Linked DNA regions of Pan troglodytes: all the other regions are linked to region 2. The links are chromatin contacts, called in public Hi-C maps. All regions are on one chromosome and are shown on one strand. Each heading gives the region's core, a stretch centred on a gene start, on an enhancer-like site or on the middle of the called end of the contact. The rest is flanking DNA. Distances are from core to core; before and after follow the strand shown. Region 1 holds the start of PSMD12 (proteasome 26S subunit, non-ATPase 12). Region 2 overlaps PRKCA (protein kinase C alpha). Region 3 holds the start of HELZ (helicase with zinc finger).

Region 1 (3,484 bases), core at 237-2,736, 650 kb after region 2:
CTTACCTGTAAAATAAGGATAATAGTAATAGCCATCGTATAGGGCTGAGGTGAGGATCAAATGGCTTAGTGCATGTAAGCACGGTGCCTGACACTGCAGAAACTACTCAACAAATATCAGTTATTGTTATCTGTCTGGCATTGGAGGCGGCTGAGTTTTCCCACCCTTATGTAACTGATGTTTGTTGATGCTAGCTGCTAGAAAGCTCTTAATGAATTTGTGGCTCCCCCTCAGCAAGCATACTGAACCTAAGATATACATACGTACCAACTTTATCACCTTTCTCCATCCTTGTTTCTTGGAAAGCCCGTTAAACTCTTATAGTGCCTACTTGTCTTTACTTTTGTAGTTCTGTCTTCAGTAATGACTCCACCCCACCTCAATCTTACTAATTCTTCAAGACCCAATACAAACGTCAGCCTTCCTGTGAAACCTTCCCTTATGGCACCATTAAGAATGCATAGCTTCCTTCTCGGTGTTCCAGTAACACTTTCCCCTTGTATGGCCCTCACCACCATGCATGACTTGACTAATTCATCACGTACATCAACTCCTAAAGGACAGGGTCCTGTGTTAGTCATCTTCGTACTATCACTTTCCTGCCCCTTCTCCTGGCCAAAGACCAGGCACATAGCCATGATCCACAAACGATGTAACGACATAAATTGATTGAGCAACAGCAACAGAACGAAACTCTCTGATCTAGCCTGAATACTGAAGCGGCCTTAACCCCTGGGAAACTACTAAGGTAAATATCACTTAAACAGCATCCAAGAAACGGCAAAAAGTTAAACGGAGCCCTAAGTCCCACGGAGGGAAGTGACCATCTGTTTTGGGGAGGGTCTGGGAAGCTATAGGCGCTGGCGTACTCCGCAGCCCTGGCCGGGCCGACCTGGGGTCTCCCACTCGTGCAGGCCCAACTAGGGCTGGACAGGCATTGGGGGGTGCACGCTCCAGCCCGCAGGCCCCCTGAGGCCTAAGCAGGCTCCGCGCCGTGACTCAGCCCCTGGCGCCCGCCAACAGCCAGCCGGCCTCTCCTCACCTTGGCTAGCTTCGCACACTCGGGTAGGCGCTGATCCACCGTGGCGCTGTAGTCCACCTCCATCTTGACGATGCGCCCGTCAGCCCGCTCCGAGCCGCCGTCCGCCATGGTCCCCGCCTGAGCGTCCCTTGCTGTACCCCTGCTTCGGCCACCACTCGTCACCCACACCGGAAGTTGCCCGCGCACCCGCTCAGGCAGCCCATCGGGAGCCCACGCGAAGGACCCCTCGAGGTCCCCGGCGCTGGTTGCCACTCAGGCACTGCCGCGGACAGCCTGGGGGTGGGGCTTGAGGCGCGCGGGGCGGGACTCGCCACTCCAGCCTGCAGCGTCAGGTTTTGTCTCTGGGAACATCAGACTTTTTATCTAAAATTTGCGATGAGAAAAGCGAGTGTAATAGAACAGACCATCTCATATACCCCTACACCCCTGCTTCGAAATATGATTTCTCAGGACCGTGGCCAGTCGCTTTTCTTGGATCTCGGTTTTCTCATCTCTACATCAGGAGGCTAAAATAAACCTTAAAATAGAAAATTCTAAGGTTTTATCTACTTGAGAATCTTGGTGGCTTACTCTGTGGGATCTCTGAAAGCTCCTAAGAGAAGATATGGCAGCAGCTCAGTCATTTAATAAGCAAAGTGGTTTTTCTCTTTGTTTTCATTTTCACTGTAATCCACTAAGTTGGTAAAAAGAAAAGTTAAAAACACATATTTGTTATCCCTATAGGATTTTCGTGAGCATCAAACTAGATGACATGTGAGACAATTTCAATTCTTAAGGGCCTTACAGGTTTTATGTGTTATCATTCATACCATGCTGGTCCCTAGAAAATAGCTTGAGATCTTAAAAAAGCTTAGGATCCTTGAAAATGGAAATGAGGCCAGGCGCGGTGGCTCACGCCTGTAACCCCAGCCCTTTGGGAGGCTGAGGCGGGCGGATCATGAGGTCAGGAGATCGAGACCATCGTGGCTAACACGGTGAAACCCCGTCTCTACTAAAAATACAAAAAATTAGCCGGGCGTGGTGGCGGGCGCCTGTAGTCCCCAGCTACTCGGGAGGCTGAGGCAGGAGAATGGCGTGAACCCGGGAGGCGAAGCTTGCAGTGAGCCGGCGAGATTGCACCACTGCACTCCAGCCTGGGCGACAGAGCAAGACTCCGTCTCAAAAAAAAAAAAAAAAAAAAAAAAGAAAAGTAAAGAAAATGGGAATGAGGTTGTGTTTGGTGTGGGCATATGGTCAACAGCAGCCTGGAAAGCAAACAGTAAAACGGGAAATCTTGGAGTGGTTTATCTATTATGTTAGTGGTTCTCAATTTAATTAGTGCCGACATCGCTTTATAGATGCTGAATAGATCTCTTTGTTTGTTTTAACTGCAATGAAAATCAGGGAAAATATAAACCATCTACAAGCAAAATAAGACAATATCTCAGCTATAATCTGTAATGTAGAGGAGAAACAAATTTTACCTTTTTTTATTTTTGTAGAGATAGCAGCTATACTACGTAGCCCAGGCTGGTCTCAAACACCTGGCCTCAAGCAGTCCTCTCACCTTGGCCTCCTAAAGTGCTGAGATTACAGGTGTGAGCCACTGTGCCCAACCAAGAAACAAATTTTAAAATAGCAAAATAATATATATTTCAAGAGATAAGGGCTAAAACATGTCTACAGTGGAAAATACAAGGAAGTAGTTATTTACACCCATACACAATAACTATAAATGTAAAAGCTGCAACTGCAACAGGTGTGTTCTCTTGGTTCCTGAAGCATGGTAAGGGCCTATTGTTGGTGACATTTTCCAAAATGGTGAGCAACAAGCCACTTCTTGGTAAAGCTCTTATTGTTTTTTTTTTTTTATTTTATAGTCCATCAGATGGGTCTTATGGCTCATGCCTATAATCCCAGCACTTCGGGATGCTGAGGTGGGTGGATCACTTGAGGCCAGTAGTTCAAGACCAGCCTGACCAATATGGCAAAACCCCGTCTGTACTAAAAATGCAAAAATTAGGCAGTCGTCATGGCACGCACCTGTAATCCCAGCTTCTCGGGAGGTTGAGGCAGGAGAATTGCTTGAACCCGGGAGGTGGAGGTTGCAGTAAGCCAAGATTGCGCCACTGCACTCCAACCTGGGTGACAGACGAGACCCTGTCTCAAAATAAATAAATAAACAAACAAACTTTATAATCCATGACACGCTGAAATAAAGTTCTGACTGTATCAACATATAATCTTCCATTGTTTTTCTCATGGAAGAATTCTTAGAAATTTTAGTTGATGTTAAAAGTGAAAGAAAAGTAGCTTGTCATAAGTAAAATTGACTTAGAGTCTAGGCCTCAGACACAGAAGAAAGTGTCTGGCAGGACATTCAAAAGTCTGATGGAATGTGGGACAATATTTTATTGTGTGGGCTTGTTGCCTGGCAGGCTGTTTAGCATTGCAATTACATGC
Region 2 (3,492 bases), core at 3-2,502:
GCCTTTACTGGTGTCCCAGACCGCTGCTGGCAGACCCCAGATCCCATGCTTGTCACCTTCCTGAGCGCCTAGTGAGCTGCCTGACACAGAGGGCCCAGAGAATAGCCCAGAACAGTGCAGCTGCTGCTAGCCTTGGAAGCAGGTGTCCCATTGAGCTATAATTAGGCCCCTCGGTTTTAAAAACTGGTGTGGATTAGAAAGGCTCAGTGAGGGTAGGATGAAATCAATGATTATGGAAATATTGTGCTAAATTTAATGACAGTCGGCCTTGCTTTCAAATTGCTTGCTCCTGTCAGAGACATTTTATAAAAATTTTCCGTTGAGTAGTTGAGCAGTGTATCCAGCATTTCGGGGATAGGATGTGTTTTGTTTTTTGGTTGTTTTTTTTTCTCTGTGAGGATGCCCAGTCATCCTGTTTTTCCTTTCTGCAGCAGCTGCACAGCCATGGAGGGAAGGCTCTGGAACCTTCTTCCTTGGGGAACTGGGCTTTATTGCCAGTTATAGCTTGGGTGCGTTTTTTGTTACTGTTTTTTATTGACTTCAGGAGCTGCTGTTCTGTGCTCGCTTAGCTTCAATTGGATTTTCCCAGAAGTGGCTTTTTCATTGAACTCTGCCCTCATGTAACTGTCGTTACTTCTCACTATTTTCCAGGTCGTTCTTTGTTTCTAAGATAAACACCGTGGCTCCCTCGGACCACTCCAGGGCCCCCTGCAGCCCTCACTGCCTCCCTTCCCCCCAGGCCCTTTCTTGGATCTGTGGCTTGCAGAGTCTGCACCCAGTCAAGGGTTTGGAAAGATTCGGGAGACACAGAAAGGCCTATAACTGTTTGGATCTTTGTTTTCTAGAAATAGAGCACCCAGAGATCTTAAAACCCACTTTTGGCATCTGTAGTTCCGTTGGCACTCTATAGTTCCGTTGGCATTTTGCAAAGTCCTGGCACTTACATGAGTGATTCAGGTCATCTACTATAAAGGATACAGTTTTTTTTTTGCATCTGCGTAGATACAATTTTGTGTCTTGTTTGTGCCATCTTGCCCCATTTACTGGGACTTCACCTCGGTAAGGCAGACTAGTGAATCTTAGGTGGATCTCTGCTAAAAGATCCCAGCCAAAATGCAGTTGCTTCAGAAACTGAATACCACAAGAGGGCAGTAAAGATTTGCAAATGAAAGATTCCATGACACCTGCACACAACAAACAGCAATCAACTGTTGCCTGGATGTCTTTACATTTTAGTGGACATAGAGATGAGATCACCACCTTGTGCTCCCCATTGCTTCTTGGCTTTAGAGGATCTTCAGTGTGCTGCAAAGAAGTCAAGGGTTTCCCAAGAGCTGGATGGCTCCTTCAGTCTATTCTTGCTTGCACGGGGCCCCAGCCCATTTTCTATCTCCCCGGGTTTTTTTTTTTAGCACCAGAGAATTACCCACTTCGAAGCCATGTTGCTGACAGTCTGAAAAACTATTTACTTTGATGATGTTTCTGAGTTCATGTGATTCTTGACCCTGCCACAGCCAACCCATAAAGCCAGTGTGGTGGTAATTCCAAAGGGGAGCATTCGAGCAGGAAAAGGAATAGGTTTCCAAAAATGATTGAGTGCCCAAAGTTCTCGAACAATGCTATGTCATGGCTGTTGCAGTGTGCACTGGGCCTTCCTCTAAGCTGGGCATCAGATGCAAGTGTGCCATCAGCTAGCTCCCTGGTGGGAGAAAAACATTGTTGCAGATGGAAAAACTTAAGGTCATTGGTGGGGAATCCTCATGTAAGCCTGGAGATTTAGCAATTGGGGAGAACGCGGTACAAGGGCAAACCGCCTTTCCAGGAGGTGTTTAGCAGGTGAGACAAGGGGTGCACCACCAAGATTAGCGATCCTAACAGATGTGTCAATTATCAACAGACAAATCTGGGAAACAGGGAAAAATTTGGTTGGCTGCAAAGAAAATCACACACCGGGATACTAGAGGTGAATATTATGTGGTATGAAAAGAACCAAGCACTTCGCAGTTTCCACATCTGGCAAAGTGCCAACACATCAGGGTCCCACGTTTCTCCTTGGAGAATGGCTCAGTTGCCATGACAACGGAGGCCCTCTCGCTGCCTGTGAATTTATTTTAACCGTGGCAACAGCCAAAGTGGGTGTGTCCATGAAAATGTTTCTTGTTAAGAAAACGATTGAATGTGTTGCCCTTAAATTTTGCTCTGCTGAATACATACTTCATTCACCACCATTGTTTGGCTGCAAAATTTCCTTTTCCTGTGCTGCCTGGCATAGCAAGCATTGTGGAAGAGCCTGAATAGTGATTTAATTCTAGTGCTCTTGAGATTCTTAATTGTCACTGTTCTGATAGATTAAGAAGGTACAGACATTGTACTGAAATCTAACTGCAAATGAGGATGAATGATTTGAGAACCTGCATGATACAGGGCAAGGGTCATCAAACTGCAATCCACAGCCCAGACCCCAGCGGCTGCCTGTCTTCACCATTAAGGCCTTATTGGAACACCTTCCCTCCTTTACTCACTTTTGTAGCTTTCGAGCTACAATGGCAGAGTTGGAGAGTTACAACAGAGACAGTATTTGGCCCACAAAGCCACAGATATTTACTATCTGGACCTTTACAGAAAAAGTTTGTTCACCCTCGATATAGGAGGAAGAGCACTAGGTTCAAAGGCCGGAGTTCTGGATTCAGAGCTCAGGATGGAAAACTGATTTAGACATATCACGGTGCCCCCTGGGCTCATTCTCCTCATCTGTAACATGGGCAGCCTTGATGAGACTATCCCCAAGTTGCTTTGAATTCTAAAAGCTCTGTCATCCTCCTGCTGTTAGTCAAAGATTACAGCCCAGATGGGGCAACCTTAGCACAGGGAAACGTACGGGATGATCCAGCATCTAGTTTCAGGGCCTCTGTAGAGAACAGAGTGTCCTTCTCTTCCTCCGCCAGCACTGCCACGAAGCGGCGCAGAGGCTGTAGTGAAGTTAGCTCTCTAGACCTCAGCATCTTCATCTGCATCCTAGGCAGGTCAGACTCCCCAGGGACCCTTCTGTGGCTGACAGTCTGTGGTTCTGAGGCCCTCGCTGCAGTTGCCAGCAGGAGAAAGAATGACTCATGCCTGTGATTTGCTGGTCACCTGTGATTCCCGCCTCCGGGAGAAAACTCCAAGTAGCAGGTGTTGACCCAGTTGTGTGGGAGCAATCACCCAGGCCCTTATTTCCAGGTTGCACTTATAGATCGGATTGTGCAACCAGAAAAATGCCGTCAGAAGGAAGTGGGGTGGCTTGGGGGACTGACTTACTAAGGATCACTGTTAAGCTCTCCATACAAATTAGCTCCCCTTCTGTCTTAGTCCACTCGGGCTGCTATAGCAAAATACCATAAACTGCATGGCTTACAAACTGCATATGTTTCTCTCTCTTAGTTCTGAATGCTGGGAAGTCTAAAATCAAGGCGGGTGAGGTGTCTGGTGAAGGTTCACTTTCTGATTCACAGA
Region 3 (3,524 bases), core at 275-2,774, 530 kb after region 2:
TGAAAAGGGTACTGGAGTACTCTCAAGGAATCTCCAGGAAAAGAGAGCCTATCTTTATTTTTGTTGACGTGCTTGTGGGCCAAAGAGCATTTCCGAGGAGGGGGCGGGGAAAGGGGGGAAGAAAGTGAATCTCGGGCCGAGAGCCCTCCGCGGGGGAGGGAGGGGGCGCACCCCTGACCCACTTTTCCCCACGCCCCCGCTCCAGCTCCCGCCACACCCGGTGGAAGTCCGAGGCCTGAGGGGGGCATCAAGCGGGGCGTGGGAGGCCCGCACGCTCCCCACCCCCAGCCGCGACCCGGAGGAGGGGAACGTGCCGGGAGGCTCGAGTCCCCCTCCCAGAGTGCTCTGGGCCGGAGAAACCTCCCACAGGCTCCCGGGCCGGGCGTGCAAGGCCCCCTCTCCTGCCAGGGCCCAGGACGCTGCGGGCCCCAACGGAGGGGAAGGGGACTAAGTAGGGGAAGAAGCTGTAAACAGCCCCAGCGTCCGGGCCTCGCCTCGAAGAGCCGCGCTTCCCAGGCCCAGCCGCGGGCCGCCCCGGCCCCCAGCCTGCCCCGGGGCCGCCGCGCCCGGGGTCCGGGACACCGGAGGGGAGTCGGGTCCCCTCCCCGGAGAGCTCCGGGAGCTCGCGGAGCGGCCCCAGGAGCAGAGAAGGGGGAAGTCAGGACTTACCTGTCATTACTTTCTACGCCATCTTGGATCCACTTGTCAACGTCCCCACAAAGCATTATGGGTAAGAAAGAGCCTTTAAAGTGACTCCCCTCGGCCCCCGACTCCCGCCTCCCGCCGCCGGCGCCGCCCCCTCCGGCCGCGCCTCCCGCCCGGAAAGTTGCCCCGGGTGGACCGCCGACCCCGGCGCCCGCAGCTGGCCCCTTCCCCTCCCCCGGGCTGACGGCATTGAAAATTCACCCGCATTTTTAAAACGTGGCTTTGGGGTTTTCTCCCTTTCTCCTGCCCCGGCCTCCCTGCCCCCACGCCCGGTCCTCTCGCCTCGCCGCGTTCCTGCCCGGGCAGACGCCCCGCGTCTGCATTGAATCAACCCGAGGTTTCCTTGCCGCCCGCGGCGCGGCGCGGAGCTGCTCGCGGATTTATTTGTGCGCGTAGATGTGAGCGTTTCTGCTCCTGCGGCCGCGCTTCCAGGAAGCCCGCGAGCGGCCGGGGTCGCCTTCAGGGCCGCGCAGACCAGCTCCGCACCCGCCGCCCGGAGAGGTGCCTCTGCCCTGGGAAACCGCCCCGGGGCCGTTGGGCTCCGGGAGCTGGGAGGACGCCGTGTCCCCGAGTCCACCAGCGTCGAAGCACGATTTTAAAAAAAAATTGAGCCAAATGCAACTTTTTACCCCTTGTTTACTCTGTGTCCCGCGGTCTCCTCCTCCGGGCGGGTAACGTGATCCGCGACCCTCTAGGTGGGGACCCCTCCCCTAGGAATGTGGCTCCAGGCTCCGCGGAGCCACCCTGGGAGCGTCCGGGCTGCGGACTGTGACTCCGGGGCAGGTAATCCGGGGCGCGGGCTGCGGGCTCCGGGCGGGGCGGGGCGCGGAGGCAGCCAGGGCTCGGGGGAGGGTCCCGGGCGGAGAGCAGGGTGCGCCAGTCCGGGTCCACCTGGCGGGCCGGGGGAGAACCGCGGGCGCCGCTGCAGCTCGGGAGGCTGGAGGTGGGGACGCCCGGCGTCTCCGGGCTGCGACCCGCTGCGCTGGAAAGTGCGGGGCGCCTTGGTGCGGGCTGAGGTCTCTGACCTGGGCGAGTACCCCCAGCCCGCCGGCCACACTGCTGCCGGGCATCCTCTCCCCGCGACACCACGCCCGCTTTCGGCTGCGCGGGGCGAGCAGCGTACTGACCCCGGCGTCCAGCCGCCCAGGTCCCCCCAGCAACGGAGGCCCCTTGGTCAGCCTCCTCCCGCGCTCTCCCCAGAGCCTCTGGTCCCTGCTTTGCTGTCTTTGGAGGCCTGCTCCAGTTGCTTTTTTTTTTTTTTTCCAAGCAAGTTTTTACAACAAGGAGATACCCAAAAGAAAATCCTCCAAGACAGGAATGCTTGCGAATTGTATTCGGTACAAAATGCTGTTGAACGGCTCTACCTTTAGAAGAACGCAGAAGCACTGGCATTAAAACCCTCTTTCGGTGCACGGGGAGGGCCTGGGGCCTTGGATCTACCCGAAGATTTTACGCTCCTCCAGACCCTATCAACAGCCTCACTAGGAACGTGGACGGTGGCAGACAGGAGCCCTGCCCCTGGGGAGCCAAAAACTCCACCAGGCAATTGTCCCGGTCTGATGAGAAGGTGTAGACACATTAAGGGATTGGCCCCGGGTCACTCGTGAAGGAGGGAACGAGGTAGTGAGTCATTCCCAGCCAAGAACGCAGCGTGCTGGGGAGCAACCTCCCCTGAGTCACCCGCTTCTCACCTCGGAGTAAGTGGAGAAACTGGAGCCTGGAGCCAGGTTCTTAGACGGCCCAGCAAGGTAGCCACCAAGGGCATGGGCTAGGCTGGGGGGAGGCAGCGCCCCTCCTGCCGGAAAAGGGAATGCTTGGCCCGTCTGAAGAAGGCTCCAACGTCTCTTTCCAGGGTACCCCAGGTGCTTCTTTTCCAATTCCTCTTTTGCACTTATTTAGCCACTGGTATGCACTGGCTTAATGGTGGTTTTGTTTGCATGGCACCTTTAGGTATGTGGTCTGAGTTTATGCAAAAGTAATGACAAAAGCCACAGTGACTTTTGCACCCACCTAATATAAGTAAACAGGAAATAAGCTGAGGGCAAGGACTGTGTCTCCCAAACACGTTTCTTTGATAGGCAGCCTTTCTTTGCCTTGTATAGGCATTGACCCAAATAAGTGTTCAGTTTGTGTGACTGCCCAACCCATTCACTGCCTCCAGTGTGTGCATCCAAGCCCAACCTTGTCAAATACACCGCCTGTTGCCTGAGCTGGGACGGCCTGCCGACTCTTCTCCCTGCCCCTCCTGGATACCTACAATGCATCCTCCACCTGACCAACCCTGTGATATTTGATGAATGTAAATCAGATCGAGACTTCTCTGCTGAAACCTTGGAATAAAACCCAGATTCCCAACCTTGGCCTACAAGCTCCTGTGTGAGGTGGCCCCACCTTCCCTCACCAGCAGTGGTCCAGGCTGGCCTTCTCTCTTTCCCTGCAGCGCCCCAAGCTTCCTTCCAGTGAGAACCCTATTCCCCCATATCTTCTGATTATCTTTTCTTTGACAGAGTCTTGTTCTGTCGACCAGGCTAGAGTGCAGTAGCGCGATCTCAATTCACTGCAACCTCCGCCTTCCAGGTTCAAGCTGTTCTCTGCCTCAACCTCCTGAGTAGCTGGGATTACAGGCGTCCGCCACTGCGCCCGGCTCATTTTTGTATTTTTAGTAGAGACAGGGTTTCACCATCTTGGCCGGGGTGATCTTGAACTACTGACCTCGTGATCCATGCGCCTTGGCCTCCCAAAGTGCTGGGATTACAGGCGTGAGCCACCACGCCCGACCCATCATCATCTTTTCATCATATTTAGGTCCCCTCAAAGAG

Evidence for each region. Hi-C and Micro-C count contacts between places; a contact is called where the count stands out from the background.
Region 1: a Hi-C map of stem cell-derived neural progenitor cells shows a contact between it and region 2, with 4 times the contacts expected there. The contact joins the promoter of PSMD12 here to the enhancer-like site in region 2. A contact is called at or near these places in 1 of 7 Hi-C or Micro-C datasets (stem cell-derived neural progenitor cells) and 1 of 1 datasets of contacts at active chromatin or transcription factors (stem cell-derived excitatory neurons).
Region 3: a Hi-C map of stem cell-derived neural progenitor cells shows a contact between it and region 2, with 2.7 times the contacts expected there. The contact joins the promoter of HELZ here to the enhancer-like site in region 2. A contact is called at or near these places in 1 of 7 Hi-C or Micro-C datasets (stem cell-derived neural progenitor cells) and 1 of 1 datasets of contacts at active chromatin or transcription factors (stem cell-derived excitatory neurons).

What each region holds. Positions count from the first base shown.
Region 1 is chr19:80,345,001-80,348,484 of NHGRI_mPanTro3-v2.0_pri, forward strand. It overlaps PSMD12 (proteasome 26S subunit, non-ATPase 12), which reads right to left and starts at 1,487. Exons shown (of 11, transcript XM_511639.9): 1 at 1,043-1,487. The coding sequence starts at 1,150.
Region 2 is chr19:79,696,404-79,699,895 of NHGRI_mPanTro3-v2.0_pri, forward strand. All of the region lies in intron 8 of PRKCA (protein kinase C alpha), which reads left to right. Among named protein-coding and RNA genes, the nearest start is that of MIR634, 70 kb to the right of the region's middle. Within about 2 kb of position 1,253, at least 7 of the 24 cell types and tissues checked have an H3K27ac peak or open chromatin away from gene starts, as enhancers often do. A contact at or near this core is called in stem cell-derived neural progenitor cells, where this site is marked.
Region 3 is chr19:80,224,058-80,227,581 of NHGRI_mPanTro3-v2.0_pri, forward strand. HELZ (helicase with zinc finger) reads right to left here and starts at 1,525. Exons shown (of 33, transcript XM_054670615.2): 1 at 1,335-1,525.